Linked DNA regions of Mus musculus: region 1 is linked to region 2. The links are chromatin contacts, called in public HiChIP or PLAC-seq maps. All regions are on one chromosome and are shown on one strand. The core of a region is the stretch at or near the end of the contact, and the rest is flanking DNA. Distances in the headings are between cores, read along the strand shown. Region 1 overlaps Rxra (retinoid X receptor alpha). Region 2 overlaps Vav2 (vav 2 oncogene).

Evidence for each region. HiChIP or PLAC-seq counts read pairs in DNA pulled down with a chosen protein or histone mark.
Region 1: a contact with region 2 is called in a FOXA1 HiChIP or PLAC-seq map of pancreatic cancer cells. The contact joins two enhancer-like sites. A contact is called at or near these places in 2 of 484 Hi-C or Micro-C datasets (the N1E-115 cell line and myocytes) and 1 of 115 datasets of contacts at active chromatin or transcription factors (pancreatic cancer cells).

The regions. Positions count from the first base shown.
Region 1 is chr2:27,696,157-27,702,614 of GRCm38.p6, forward strand. The region is part of intron 1 of Rxra (retinoid X receptor alpha); the gene reads left to right. Among named protein-coding and RNA genes, the nearest start is that of Rxra, 22 kb to the left of the region's middle. Within about 2 kb of position 3,580, at least 118 of the 459 cell types and tissues checked have an H3K27ac peak or open chromatin away from gene starts, as enhancers often do. A contact at or near this core is called in pancreatic cancer cells, where this site is marked.
Region 2 is chr2:27,287,207-27,294,081 of GRCm38.p6, forward strand. It overlaps Vav2 (vav 2 oncogene), which reads right to left. Exons shown (of 28, transcript NM_009500.2): 9 at 5,464-5,563; 10 at 4,603-4,698; 11 at 4,144-4,212; 12 at 1,400-1,486. Among named protein-coding and RNA genes, the nearest start is that of Sardh, 43 kb to the left of the region's middle. Within about 2 kb of position 2,400, at least 70 of the 459 cell types and tissues checked have an H3K27ac peak or open chromatin away from gene starts, as enhancers often do. A contact at or near this core is called in pancreatic cancer cells, where this site is marked.

The DNA of each region.
Region 1 (6,458 bases), core at 2,330-4,829, 410 kb after region 2:
AGCCATCATTCTTAGGTTGGTCTGATCTCTGAGAAGATGAGTGGCCAACACACAGATGAGGTTTTAGCTGAACCCAAGTGACCACCTCACTGTCCACTGAGGGGGCTCCCTAGCTCCTGCCTGGTTTATCTGGCTACGTCTGCCATCTTTTCTGTTGATGCCACTGGGTGCCCTGTGCCTGATGTGCTGGATACTGAGACTGGGCCTGTTGGGCCAGGTCGTAGTCCCAAGGAGAGCTGATTTTCAGTCGTAGCTCAAACCTCCAGCCTCCCCAGCCCTGGACTCTTTCCTAGCTTGTAGTCAGTAGGCTCCCACAGGACCCTCACTGTACGCTATGTGAATAGAAGCTGTAGTGAAGCTCTGGAAGGAGCAGGTGCCACTTAGTTGTGGGAAAGGCTGGTTCCTGCTGAGGATATTGGCCAGTAGAGCATGTTTACTCCCTAGGGAAGGAAGTGGGCTACCTTGTTTCACTCAGCCCACTGGAGCCTCTCCCTGGGGAAGATCTGGCTGGCCATGCAGACACCACTTTCCCAGTGCCTCCCATTACCTTAGCTGCCCTTGCCTTACCATGGCACTTGCATGTTGCCAGTGGTCTAGCCTTGGATAGCTTTGGGAAGGGACAATTTGATCTGGGTGGCAGGCTTGGCTGGGGTTGGTAGAAGAAAAACTGACATCCAAAGGGAGCTGGAGGAATAGACAGGAAGATACTGGTGTTAAGGAAGCCTGGCTGGAGGAAGAGAGCCCAGCTGGTGATCCTGGTTAGCTGTTTTGGCAAGGCCGATAGCCTGTTTCTGTGGAATAGAGTGTTTGATAGATACCTTTGGTTGCAAACCTTAGTGGTGCCAGGGAAGGTTGATGGCTCCAGATGCTTGCTAGTGCTAGTACAGAATTGCGTGTGGATTTGGGCCCATCATCTTGGGGTTGGAAGCAGGGCTGCCATGGTGTTGTGACTTCCCACGGGTTGTCCCCTGTACAGGTGACATCCAGCTTTGGGCTGGGTCCTATGGGCGCCTGCCAACTTGCCTCGAGGTGTGCATGCTCCCTTCCCTTAGAAGTGTAGCTCTACATCTCAATTCTCTGGTGCTGAGTCTGCAGTGTGATGTCCCTCAGGGAGGCTTAACAGAGGAGGAACAGAGCCTGGCTGGCTGGGGAGGTAGGCAGAGTGGATTCAGGCCACTCTTGAGTAGAAGTGGTGAGCGCTACTCATTGTGCCTTTAGTACTTCCCTCTGCTTTTGGCCTGCTGACTCCTGTCCCCATTCCTGTCCTGTTCTCCCTTCCCTGGACCCCTTACTCATTGCTTCTGCTCAGAGCTTGATCAGCTCCAGGGTCAGGGAAAGCTGGTCTACCAGATGGCTGGGCAGGCACATTGGGCCAGCAGCATTAGGCTGCATCATTTAGAGAGTGTTTGATTAACTGGCCTGTCTGGAACAGGCTGGGCAGCTGGGCAACATCAGCCCCCTCTCTATACTGGGTGTGGAAACCACAGAGGATAGAAGATCCGGCCTCAGGGAGCCCTTGGGCTGCTGCTGCACAATGATGCATCTCATGCAACATTGACTTTGCTCCCCCGTCCCCAACTCCTCAGTGGTGTCTATTGGCAACCCCTTGACCACCTTGAGCCTCAGTTTCCCCTTCTGTAAGGGCAGAATTACTCTTTATTTGGAGGTGATAGCTTAGAGTCTGATACATATGACAACATCAACCCTGGTGGTGTTTTGATGTCTATGTCCTGTTGGGACTGCCAGAGTTCTTCCTGTGGTTTCTAGTAGTGTTTTCCCCTGAGTGGACCTCGTGGTCCAGCCAGTGCCACATGGAGGACGGGTTGCAGCCTATGTGCTCCACCTGAGCTCACTAGTGAATCAGCATGGGGGTGAAGGTACCTGCTGAGTGGAGCCCCCTGGCCAGGTAACCTTTCTGGGAGCAGTCTGGCTGTGTGGTCTAGAGCCATCCATCCAACAGGACATTTTCTTGGTTGAGAGGCAGAAATGGGAGCAGATGGGAGGTAGGCTCTGCTTTCACGCCTGGCATGAAGAGATTCAACGAGAGGCTGAGGGGTTGAGCTGGGGCCCTGTCCCTGTTCCTGTTCTGGTGAGTGTCGTGGTCCTCTCTGCACTTTGGTTCTGGTGGCTATCGGAGCCAGCGTCCAGCTGGGCTGACAGTGGTTTTGGATGGACTTGGCTTGGCTGGCACTGCCAGGGCCTGCATGTTATCTGCATGTATGTGACCAGGCCCCTGAGCCTATCAGTGTAAACAGTTTTCTCTTCACTATCTCAGGGTCATTGCCTCTAAGCCCACCTTGCTGGGCTTTGTGCAGACATGTGTAGCCTTGAGGTGTAAAGGACCAGCTATGGAGAGGTGTTAGCACCGGTGGACCCTGAGCTCTCAGTACTTTGCTTGGGAAATTAGCATGCTAGAAACCTGATTGCTATAGGTAGGACTTAACATATGAAACTCAGACAGACAAGTATCAAGATGGGCCGGGAGACCTGGTGGGTGTCACTGGGGCATGTAGTCCCTCTGGGCTGAAGTCTTCTACTTGCACAGAGCAGATATTGTTGGGGAGCACGGAAAGACCTGAGCTAAGAGTGGGACGGTAGCATGGGGTATGGGACAAATATGTCGTGGTAGCTGAGCAGGCCAGTTTTGAGCTGCTACCCATGTGGGTTCTCCATCTTCCTGACCACCTGACCCCATCATCCTAACTCGGTATCTTACCAACATGGGGAGTCTGGAGAGGGCAGTGATCCATGCCTCAGGGAAACGCAATCCTTTTGTGGCCCCTGAATATTTCATCAGCAGATTAAAAATTGAAGCTATGCAGTCCCTCTCTCCTCTGGGAGGGTGGGGGAGGGGCTTGCACTCTGTCTCAGGCGGGTTTGCGTATTTTTCTTGGTAATGGAGCCGTGTCAATTAGAAAATGACATTGCTGTTTAAAATGTCGTTCTGGGGCCCTCTTTAATTAAGGCCAAGATGGAATAACCAATCTGTTGCCGTGAATGAAATTTTAAACATCAGAATGAGAGGTGGTGACGTGGAATGGGTTTTGTCACAGAGTGGGTGCAAAGCCATGGGTGATGGATGGAGGCTGTGGCCTGGTGCAGGCTGCACTAGTTGTGTGTGTGTGTGTGTGTGTGTGTGTGTGTGTGTGTGTGTCTGCCTGTCTGCCTGTCTGTAAGGAAGAGTGTTGTTGAGACTGATACTAATAAGTCCAGTGGGGAGGGCAAACTGGCTCTGGCTCTTAGGAGCTTAAATTTGATAGGTGTGTGGAAAACCCTGGGGGACGGTGTGTAGGGGGTGGCAGAGAAGGCCAGGGAGGGATTAGTCTCTAGGTAGCTTTTTAGAATCTGAAGGATAAGATTGGGAAAGGGCTGCATTGGGGCCCTGGGTGCCTGTAAGGCACTGTGATGGGAGGGTCATAGGTTTTAATTTAACTCTCGTGAGCAGGGGCTCCACTCCAGGCCCCCAGATGGCGGCACAGGACCTGGCTGGATTGCCTTGTCTTCCTTGCCTAGCCCCTGTCCAGCAGCAGGCAGAGTGGCCACTTGCCAAGGCAGCAGGCCGTGTGAGGGGAAGTGTCTGGGCCTCCCGGCCTCCTGCTGCTCTGTGCTCAGAGCTGGCCAATGCTTGTTTTGCTTTGGCGGGGCCAAGCTCACCCTGGCTGCATCCTGCAGCTCCCAGGACGTGGGCTTGACTCTGGAGTCAGCTTCCCTGGTGATACAGTAAGCAGCTGCCAGGACTGACAGAGAGGGAGAGTGTGAGGGCTAGGCCCCACAGCATACAATGTGGCTTTGGCTTTGTGGCTGCCGGCTGGCCCTGTTTGTACCCATACTCCTGTGTGGTCAGCTGGGAACTCGGAAGCCTGCCTCCCTTCGGGGACATGAAGGACTCTCATCCCTTCTCTGGGTTGGATCAGCCAGCTTTGCAGACCTTGGCTCTTCCTTCCACCTTGCTTGGCAGGAGGAGGTCCGTCCCTCAGTCGTACTTTCCCCTTGGGGACACTCAGCCCTTCTCCTGAGGCCTGCTCTGAATGGCGGGCCAATGGCTCCTGGAGTACAGGTGGAGGACAAGCAGCTTAGATCTTCTATGTGTCTGGAGAGTTGGGGCACAGGGTTCTCATGTGACTGGGAGAGGTGGCTGGGGTTTCTGGCCTGAAGAAAAAGACAGTATTTAAGTTTTATGAGAACAGACACAGCATTGAACAGCGTGGCTGGGGAGGATATGTGTTGATCTTCTTAAATAGATGTGAAGGGCTGCTGGGTCCTGCTCAGCAATCTTCCCAAAGTAGAATTTGAATTTCTGATGGTTTTTGATTGTGTGAGTCCTCTGGGCAAGTGAGGTGGAGAGAGGAGACTCTGGTGGCTTGGGCTGTGTGTGCATGTGTGTGCTGCATCACTGTGTATGGCAAACTGCCTCGTGTGGCCCAGTCACAAGTGCTCCTCACTCCAACCCTTAGTTGCTTCTAAGAGGTGCTTGGTACCCCTGTGTCCATGTGGGCCACTCAGAACATTCTCAATGTGGTAGTCTGTGCATAGCTCCCTTTCTTGAGGTAGGGAAGATGATACTAAGACTCGTTTGTACCGTTTACTCTCCTCCAGGATAGGAGGACTAAAATGTTTCAGCATAGGGCTACCAGGCATCTGGCATGGGGGTGGAGTTGGGGGCCCAGTGGTGCCTTTGAGATGTGGTTCATTGTTGGGTCTGAGGCTACACCTATGTGGGATCCAGGAGACTCAAGACAGCTCAGAACACCTATATAAGTCTCCCTGGGAACAATTATGGAAAATGACCTGGAGATGCTGTGAATTGGGGCTGGGGCATGTGAGGGGTGCTGCTGTGGAGAGCTATGGACCAGGATGCCTGTTCACTGGGCTCAACACTGATTGTGGAAGGCTACATTGATGATATTTGCTGTAGAAGAGCTATGCAGGCTGCAATCTCTTTTGGCAGATATCCTGGGGCCTTCCACTTCAGGGATGGCAGCTCTCTTTCTCCATCATGTTTGTAGTTCTTGTTGATGCCACGTCACAGGCCATTATGCTATTGAGCAGTTCAGCGGTGTTGAGTGACCATGCCCCCAAGGGCCGTGGCATAGCTTGTCTGGCTAAGTAGCTCTTTCTGCTTTCTCTGTCTTCAGCATTATTTAAGGTGCTTTGGGTTTCTTGCACCCAGGCCATTGTCCAGTCTATATGGACAGTAGTATTGGGACAGGGCCTGGCACTAGGCCATTCTCTCTTTTGGGTGCCCCTGCTGTGCTGAGCTCAGCGGGGAGCTCACCTTCTCTGTTGCTGCTCATAGGCCCAAGTCTGGGACAGACTTTCCCTCACAATCGTCAGACCACAGCTATCATCAGGGGGGTGTGCATAGCTTTTTCCTGGATAGAGAACCCCTTGGCTTCCATCCCAAGGTGGATGTGGGGGACAGAGGAGCTAAGAGGCTACCAGCAACTTCTGTTGGCATTAAGGGTCCTGCCTTGGAATTCTGCAATTCAAAGAGCTCTGCTCTAGTTCCCAGGGCTGAGATAATAGACAGACTTTGAGATTTGTAGCAGAGGTTAGCCCCTGTAACCCTGCAGGCAGGAGCCCAACATCCCTGTGCATCTCGTGGGCACCATCTGGGTACAGAGAGCAGGGTATGCTGGAAGGCAGGAGGACAGGGCCTGTGTTGTGAGAGATTTCCCTCTGTCTCTATTTTTCTCCCACAGGTCCCTAGCCACCTAGGGAGATGCAAGCCCAAGTGTATAGAGTCTGTTATGGACCCTGCATCTGCCAGTATTGCCCTGTGGGCCATGGCTATGTTGGAGCATCCTTTTTGTGTGAGAACTCACCCACTGGCTGGCCTCCCATAGTAGAACTGAGTTCTAGCTGTCTCCCTGTCAGTCACTCATAGCAGGTCAGGGAGGTATGGGGCAGATCCCTGGCCATTCCCAGCCCCATGTTCCTGGCCTGCTGTGCCCTCTTGAGAGCTGGGAGGTGAATGACTTACAGCCATATGCTGCTCACTCGGAGACTGCCTAGCCTGGCCTTGCTGCTGCTCTTTTGTTCAGTTTTTTTTTCTCCTTTGTGCTCCACTTTGTAAAACTGAGGTGGGAAGGGAAAGGCTTGCCTATGTCCAGAATACAGGGGCAGCCGGGACCAAATGGATGACACTGTGGTTGCCCAAAGATTTCTGAGGCCTAGAACTGTGGAACTGTGGGACCCTGCTAAGGGAGGGGAAGTCCTCTCCCAAAGTATTCCCCTAGTCTAGCAGGGCTGGAGAGTCAGGTAGCCTGCCCTCCTCATTGTGCAACCCGCAGCTGGCCTGGGGAGCTCCTCCCAGCCTAGGCTCACCCTGCCCTGGAGTCTGCGTTCTTTGGAAACCATCCTGGCACCACCTTCCAGTGGAGCAGAGGCTTAGAGGAGGCTGGGGGCTGCTCCCAGGCAGGGGTGGGGTAGCTCTTGCTCTTAGATGGTGGCAGGGC
Region 2 (6,875 bases), core at 1,150-3,649:
GGGGACTCTGCTATGCCCCTTTGTCCCCATCACACAGGACATATAAATCCAGGTGCCTTCTCCTAGAGACAGCACCAAGACTGCATGCAGCTTGGCTGTCATATACCAGAAACACCGAGATCCATGGATCACCGTTCTTTGTGAGATAGGGCCTGGAGTATCCCACACTGGCCTGGATGCTGTGTGGCCAAAGACAACGCTGATCCTCCTGCCTCCGCCTTCCTCCTCCCCTGCCCCCGATGCTGGATTACAGTTAGTGCCCCTGAGTCCAGTTTACTCAGGGCCCTGTGCATGAAAGGCAAGCACTCTGCCAACTAAACCACACTCACATCCCATTCCTTGTCATTTAAAGAGCAAACATGACTCACAACACCAAAGCAAACTCCCCTGTGTTCAAAAGCAGTGTGTTAACTGTGCAGTGATCAGAAAGCAGGGATGACTGGCAAATGGTCTGAACCCCACAAATGTTCATGCTTCAGGTCACACTCATGACACATAAGAATGGGCTGGAGAGATGGCCCAGCGGTTAAGAGGCTCTGAGTTTGATTCCCAGCAACCACATGGTGGCTCACAACCATCTGTCCCGGGTCTGACGCCCTCTTCTGGCGTGCAAGCACACATGTAGACAGAGCACTCATCAGACACTGCTTGGCAGTTCTCCTTGCCCTCTGATGAGCCAGCCAGCTCTGTAGAGGGTTCCTCTGGAGATGAAGATGGGTATGCCAGCCTAGATATCGGGCTTCCAGGTTTCTACTTCGCCAAGCTCTCCAGGAAAATCTCCAAGAAGAGGGGATGTTTGAGCGGGGAAAAAAATCAATGGTTCAATATCAAAATGACTCTGGGAATCAGACGGCATTTGGAGGAGCAGTCATCACTTGGGGTTGAGGGCGCTATTAGCATCCGATGGGTGGGGGCAAGGGCGTGCTTAAGGTCTCCTATTGCAGAACACCCCAACACAGAGAGACCTAGACCCAACATGGGGCCAAGCAGGGCTGAGTCCAGGAACAGCTCATCTCTTCTCCCCGGAGTATGCCTGAGAGAGGGCCAACCCTGACTGACAGCCCCCAGTCTGATTCCTAGACAAGGGGCAAGCTGAGGGCCAGCTCTCAGGTTGAGATGACCGTGGCCCCACCCCCAAGCCGAACCCTGCCCACTGCCCACCCTGAGGACAGGGAAACAGGAGGGCCACAGAGCAGACGAAGCGTCCTGCCTCTGGTCGCCACAGCCTGGGGTTCAGGCTGGGAAGGGAGAAAGAGAGCCAGGCTGTCAATAGGACATCCATCTCCTGAGCCCTACACGTGGATGACCTCATCCGCACAGTAGGTAGAACTGGATGAAGGCTGATACTGCCCGACCTCCCTCCTACTCCCGGCAGGCTTCGCAGGCAGCCACGGCTTACCAGGTTTTCTATGGAGCACTGGAACTCGCTAATCTTCTTCAAGGTCTCCTTGTCCCGCTTCACTTCATTGATGTACATGGCCAAGTCCTGGAAATCAAGACAGGATCAGGGCACTGAGTCACACACGGGGTGACCTCCCAGCCCCTTCCTAGCCCAGCTGGTCATTCCACACTCTTCCTCCATCTTGCCTGGGGCCACTCCAACTCTGGGCTATGGGAGTAAAAACCACCACACACAGGGAACCAGGAAGGAATAAGGTGAAGAACACAACATTTGAACCCAGAGTACACACTATGCTGAAGAGGGTGCTGGGAACCCCCAAATCCAGGTTCCCCTCACTCAGAAGGCCTTCTGTGTCAGAATGGAGATGCAGCCCAGCATGGATAAGCCACAGTGGGTCACACACAGCCACTGTTTAGACCTTTCTGCTCTCACGAAGCCCCTGTCCCACCTTCCCTGAAGAGCCTGGGTATTCTGTAAGTGGCTGGGGGAGATGGAGTGGGGGGAAGGTATGAGCCCTACATAGTACTGCAATCCTCTAGTCAGTCACCAGGGGGCAGTGCTCACTTTGCTTCAGAAAGTTTGAAATGGTCTGGAAGCAATGCCCAGGGGCGGCTGGGACAGAACAGCAGGGATCCTACCCAGAAAGCAGAGCAGAGAGGAAATCCCCGGCACACAAAAGCCAGACCCACATCCTGGAGCCAGTTCCTACCTCCCTTATGGCCTCTCTTGCTTCTGGGATCACTTCAAGGGCCAGCCTACAAACCTTGCTACTGGCAGCTCCCTACCAGAAGCCACAGTTTATAAAGGGTGGGTTTTGTTCTAAATCAACAGCAGCGACAGATCTGAGCGTGTGTGGCCCTGTGCACCCTGGCAGGAGTCACAGAAGTGCACGTCTGGGAAGGAGATTCCCACAGAGACAGTAGAGCTCCGGAGGCAAAGCAGCCAGCTAACAGAGTTGCATGGAGTGTGTACTGCAACCCTGAGGAAAGCTTAGCTCCAGGGCAGTGACAGCCCAGACACTGGCTGGATGAATGGTTTTCTGCTTTGCATTGGGGACATTAAAGGCTTTTAGATTCCCTGCTGTATTAGTTTTCACTGAGGGCACTTCAGTTAGAGAACTGCATTGATCACACGGTCTTGTGTGGCCATGTCTGAGAGATTGTCCTGACTGACGATGGAGGAGAGAGGGAACTGCCCACTGGAGGTGGCGCCAATCCTAGGCTATAGAAGAGAGCTAGCTAAGCGCTCCAGAAAGTGAGACAGTAAGCAGCCTTCTTCCATGGTTTCTGCCTTGAATTCTTTCCCTGATTTCCCTTCATGACAGACTGTGACCTGGGAATATAATCTAAAATAAAACTTTTCCTCCCCTAAGTTGCTTTTGATCGTGGTTGTTCATCACAGTAACAGAAAGCAAACCAGGCCGCCTTCTAAACTTTGCAGTTTGAAGAGCCTCCCGTGAAAAGAAGAACACAGAGTCACAAACCCTCTTTGGAATGTCAGGAGCTATATAACCTCAGGGTACTTTGCCACAAAGGGACCCGAAGCCACACACTGGCCAGGCTTGGGTTCAGGGTACACCTGCAGTATGAGTCACATGCTCCAGGAATGGCTGACACTGAATTGTGTCTGCAGTGGGAAGATGTGGTGGTCCCTCTGCTGCGGTGACCTCAGTTCCCCAGGGGCGCCAGCCAGAGGTCCCCATGTCAGCCATGGCACCCACATTTAAGTCCATTCAAAACTGATGCAAACTTTTCCAGCTGCATGAAGTCTGCTCTCAGAGAGCAGGTAGCTTTGAGAGCCAGCGTCCTCCCCCTGATCCTGTGTGGGAGTTAGACTGCAGCACCTTCCTCTTCAAACAAGGTGTGTCTTGGGAAAAGAAGGGGACCATGGACCAGAGGACTCAGGGGTCAGGGGTCAGAAGTCAAGGCTGGAACTCACTGCTTCTATAACACTGCAATGCCAAAGGGACCTAGCCTGTGTCAGGCATTTCACCTTGTCTAAGACAGGTGTCTATGAGAGGCACAGGTATGACTGTGGGGTAGCCTGACAGTCCCTTGGCTAAGGAGTCTGGAAGGTGACTTTCTTGGACTGTGTCAAGTTCATGGCAAAGACAAGATGAGTGGGATGCAGGCAGATTAAGTGAGGAAGAGGACATGTCCTGAGCACACCTTGGGGTGGGAAAGAATAGAGCATGCCCAGGAATCTGAGCATGGCCAGGCTTCCCCGGAATCTGAGGCGTTCCTGTTACACACATCTTCAATGACCCTGGCCTGATTCAGAGAACAGCAGAAGCCACAAAGGTTTCTGAGCAGAACACAGACGAGCTTCTGAGGGCAGTGGACGGCCATACATGAGGCATAGAATGGCTGGGCAGGGGCCTTCAAAGCCAGCACGTGAAAAGGGACCTTCCAGTGAGTGACAGGGCATGGGCATGGGACAGACCTTCATCAGCAGATGCCCAGGAGGAAAAGAGGTACCCCAGGATAGAGCTGGCACCCAAAAACCATTGATGACCCCAGTGGACACTTGAAAATACAGTGTGGGGACAGGGCAACTGCAGGCAAGTGAAGTTGGGGACTTTGGACACATGGTGCAAGCAGCCTAGCCTGCTGCTCCTTCCACCATCATGTAAGTCTAAGCCCAACCGCAGTGTCCTGTCAGTGTTACCAAGGAGCTCAGTCTGGATCCAGGAGTGTGTGCACACTGGTCTGGGGACTCCCCGCTCTGCCTCTCTTACTTACCTGCATGGCTTCCAGGGCTTCTTTGAGCTGTTGTCTTTCTGGTCGGTCTGCAGAATGGCTCAGGAGCTCCTAGGGGAGTGAGAGGGAAGCTAGGGTGAGCCCTCAAGGTCTCAGGACAAAGCCACCCACCAGCTCAAGTGCAAGTCCATCTGTCCAACTCCAACACACATGGGATCCCTTACATAGTAGACAACTGTGCAAGGCCTCAGTGATGAAGCAGTCAAGCATAGCAGCTCTCCTCTCCTCTTCCTGGTCCGTGGGTGCTGTCCTGTCTCTTCCCACTTTCCTAATGGTCTTAACTTATTCATAATTTTCCTTCCAGATGCCAGGATACCCCTTCATGGTATGTACTGAACATGGGCTCATTCATCAGTGTGTGCCACCCTGCCTGTGGGTCCAAGCCCATGCCATCAGAGCCCAGTGTGACAGAGGGCATGATGAGCAGGCTGCTAGCCTCACCTTGAGCAGCAGGTGGTACTTCAGCACCCGTTGCATGGGCACCACCAGCAGGTCTTGCAGCTTGAACTTGCCATCCTGAACCCTGAGTGTGCACTCCTGGAGAGAGAGAAGCGAGTGGATAAAGGGTATTACTCTTCTGGGAGAACTCATGCCCCACTGCCAGCCACACAGAGAAAGAGACCTCAGAGCTGGATCCTCGGTCTTCTAGATTATGCATGAAGTTGGTGTCACCACCCCTCACATCCCAGAACATGATGGGACCCTGGGATCTGAGGCACCACATTGCACAACAGTGCCTGAGGGGGCTGGGCCTTGCAGAACATGGCCCATGGATCTGCCATGTGCTCCCTGAGAGGCCAAGTGGGGAGGGGGCTCATACAAGGCTGTGAGGATAGCTAGGATCCCCTGCGGTTCAGGGACAGTAGAAACAAGCATTACATGCTACCAGCACTTAAGCTGGAGCGCTGAGACAGAGCTTTCCTAACCACACAGGAAAGGGCACTCACTCCTGGACCCAGAGGTGAGGAAGAGCCAGGAAGGCGCTCAAGCACAAGCTGACAGAGGTAGGCAAACCTAGGCAAGGGAAGGAGGCCCAGTGTATCATGAAAGTCACCTAGGCCTGCTAAGGTCTGATAGGACCTCAGCAGAGTTTAAGGTCAAGTGTCACTTACTGTGATGGATTTGTCCAGGCCTCCACAGCCCCTAAGTCTTAGGCTGTGTTGGGACAAGTATTCTGGCAATCGCCCAACAAAATAGGGGAATAGCCACAAAACCAAAGACCGGTATTGAGGGAAGTTGGTTTGTCCCTTAGGTCTCAGCTAGCCAGCTGCACCAAGTCAGGGTACCAGGATGCTTTGTTACCTCCACTTTCTGCCTGAAGTCCTCTCGGCTGGCGAGGAGCTGGTTCAGTGTACTCTGAGCGTGTTCCATGTGGCTACAGTACTCTCCATAGATCAGGAGCCTAAGGAGGGACAGCAACGTGTACACAGAGCCAACCAAGTAAGACATTTACAGTTGCTATGAGCTGTGCTACAGTGCACAGGCAATGTGGACATGCATGCACCCATGCATCTCTAAGATGCATGCAGCTACTGTCCTGACTCCTTCTCAGGCAAGCTGGAGAGCCTCAGGGTCACTGCCCAAATGGCTCCCCTCCCCCAGCCCCCTTTCTGCTTTCCTACCTGTTACATGACCGTGTTGGGAGGAGGGCTCCCGAAACATCAGCAAAGGAGGGTTACCAAGTTCCCCCAGCCAAGAAGGCACCTCCTACAGGCTACCTCAAGTCGCCATCCATGGCTCTACCTCTGTTCAGGAGAGGAATGCCTGAGAGAAGGTCCTGCCTAAGGGGCTCTCTGCTTGCCTCCAAAGACCTAGCATGGGGACTATTCATGGCTCAGGCTCATCCTAGGGCCACACAAATTGGGGGTAGTCTCTGGTGCTTCTTCAGGGGTGTCAGTGGCCACATCCAGAGATATGCAAGGCCCGTGCCCAGCCAGAAGCAACAGGGTTCCAACTGCCCTAGCCAGCCCTACTTAGTTAGCTTCTGTTTTCCTCTCCTCCCTCCTCGCCAGAGCCCATGGTCACCATCTCTCTTTTGCCATTCAGAATATTTTTTTGGTATCGTACCCTGTCCTCTTTGTCATCACCTGGTTCCATGTGCTGTTCCCAGGGGATGTCATGTCTTCAGGTCAGAATATCTGCACTCTCAGGACAAGAGGGCAGCTAGCCTACAACTCCCTCCCTCAATTTCCCTGAACACAATGAGGCCCTGTAAGAGGAGACAGCACCATAGGACAATATTACCAAGGACAAACAGGATGGCAGCCACACATCACTAGACTACTGCTCTCTCAGTGACAGTGTTTAGGGTCCACTCTGAGTAGTCATCCGAGGTTACTGAAGCCCCAGTGAAGTGCCCGAGACAGCAGCTGACTGAGTGTCAGCCTGGTGAGGAGCTGACTGGGAGGCTGGGCTTATCCTGAGTGTCCCAACCCCACCTTACCCCACTCATATGTAGCAGGGAGTCCATGAGAAGGGCCTCCCCAGTCAGCAGACCCTGCCCACTGGGACCCTTACGCCTCTTAAGCCACAGACGCAGGGCTGAGGCAGGTGGCTGGAGTCTCGCATGAGCCACTCTGGAGGAAGCGTTTGCTATAATTGCTGGGACGGGGTGGGCTTTGTTCCCTCTGCTTCCTTAGAAGAGAGCTCTGAACTGCTGCTGCCACCATGCCTTTGTCCCACCATTACAGTGGTTTGAAAAGGAAGCACCGCCC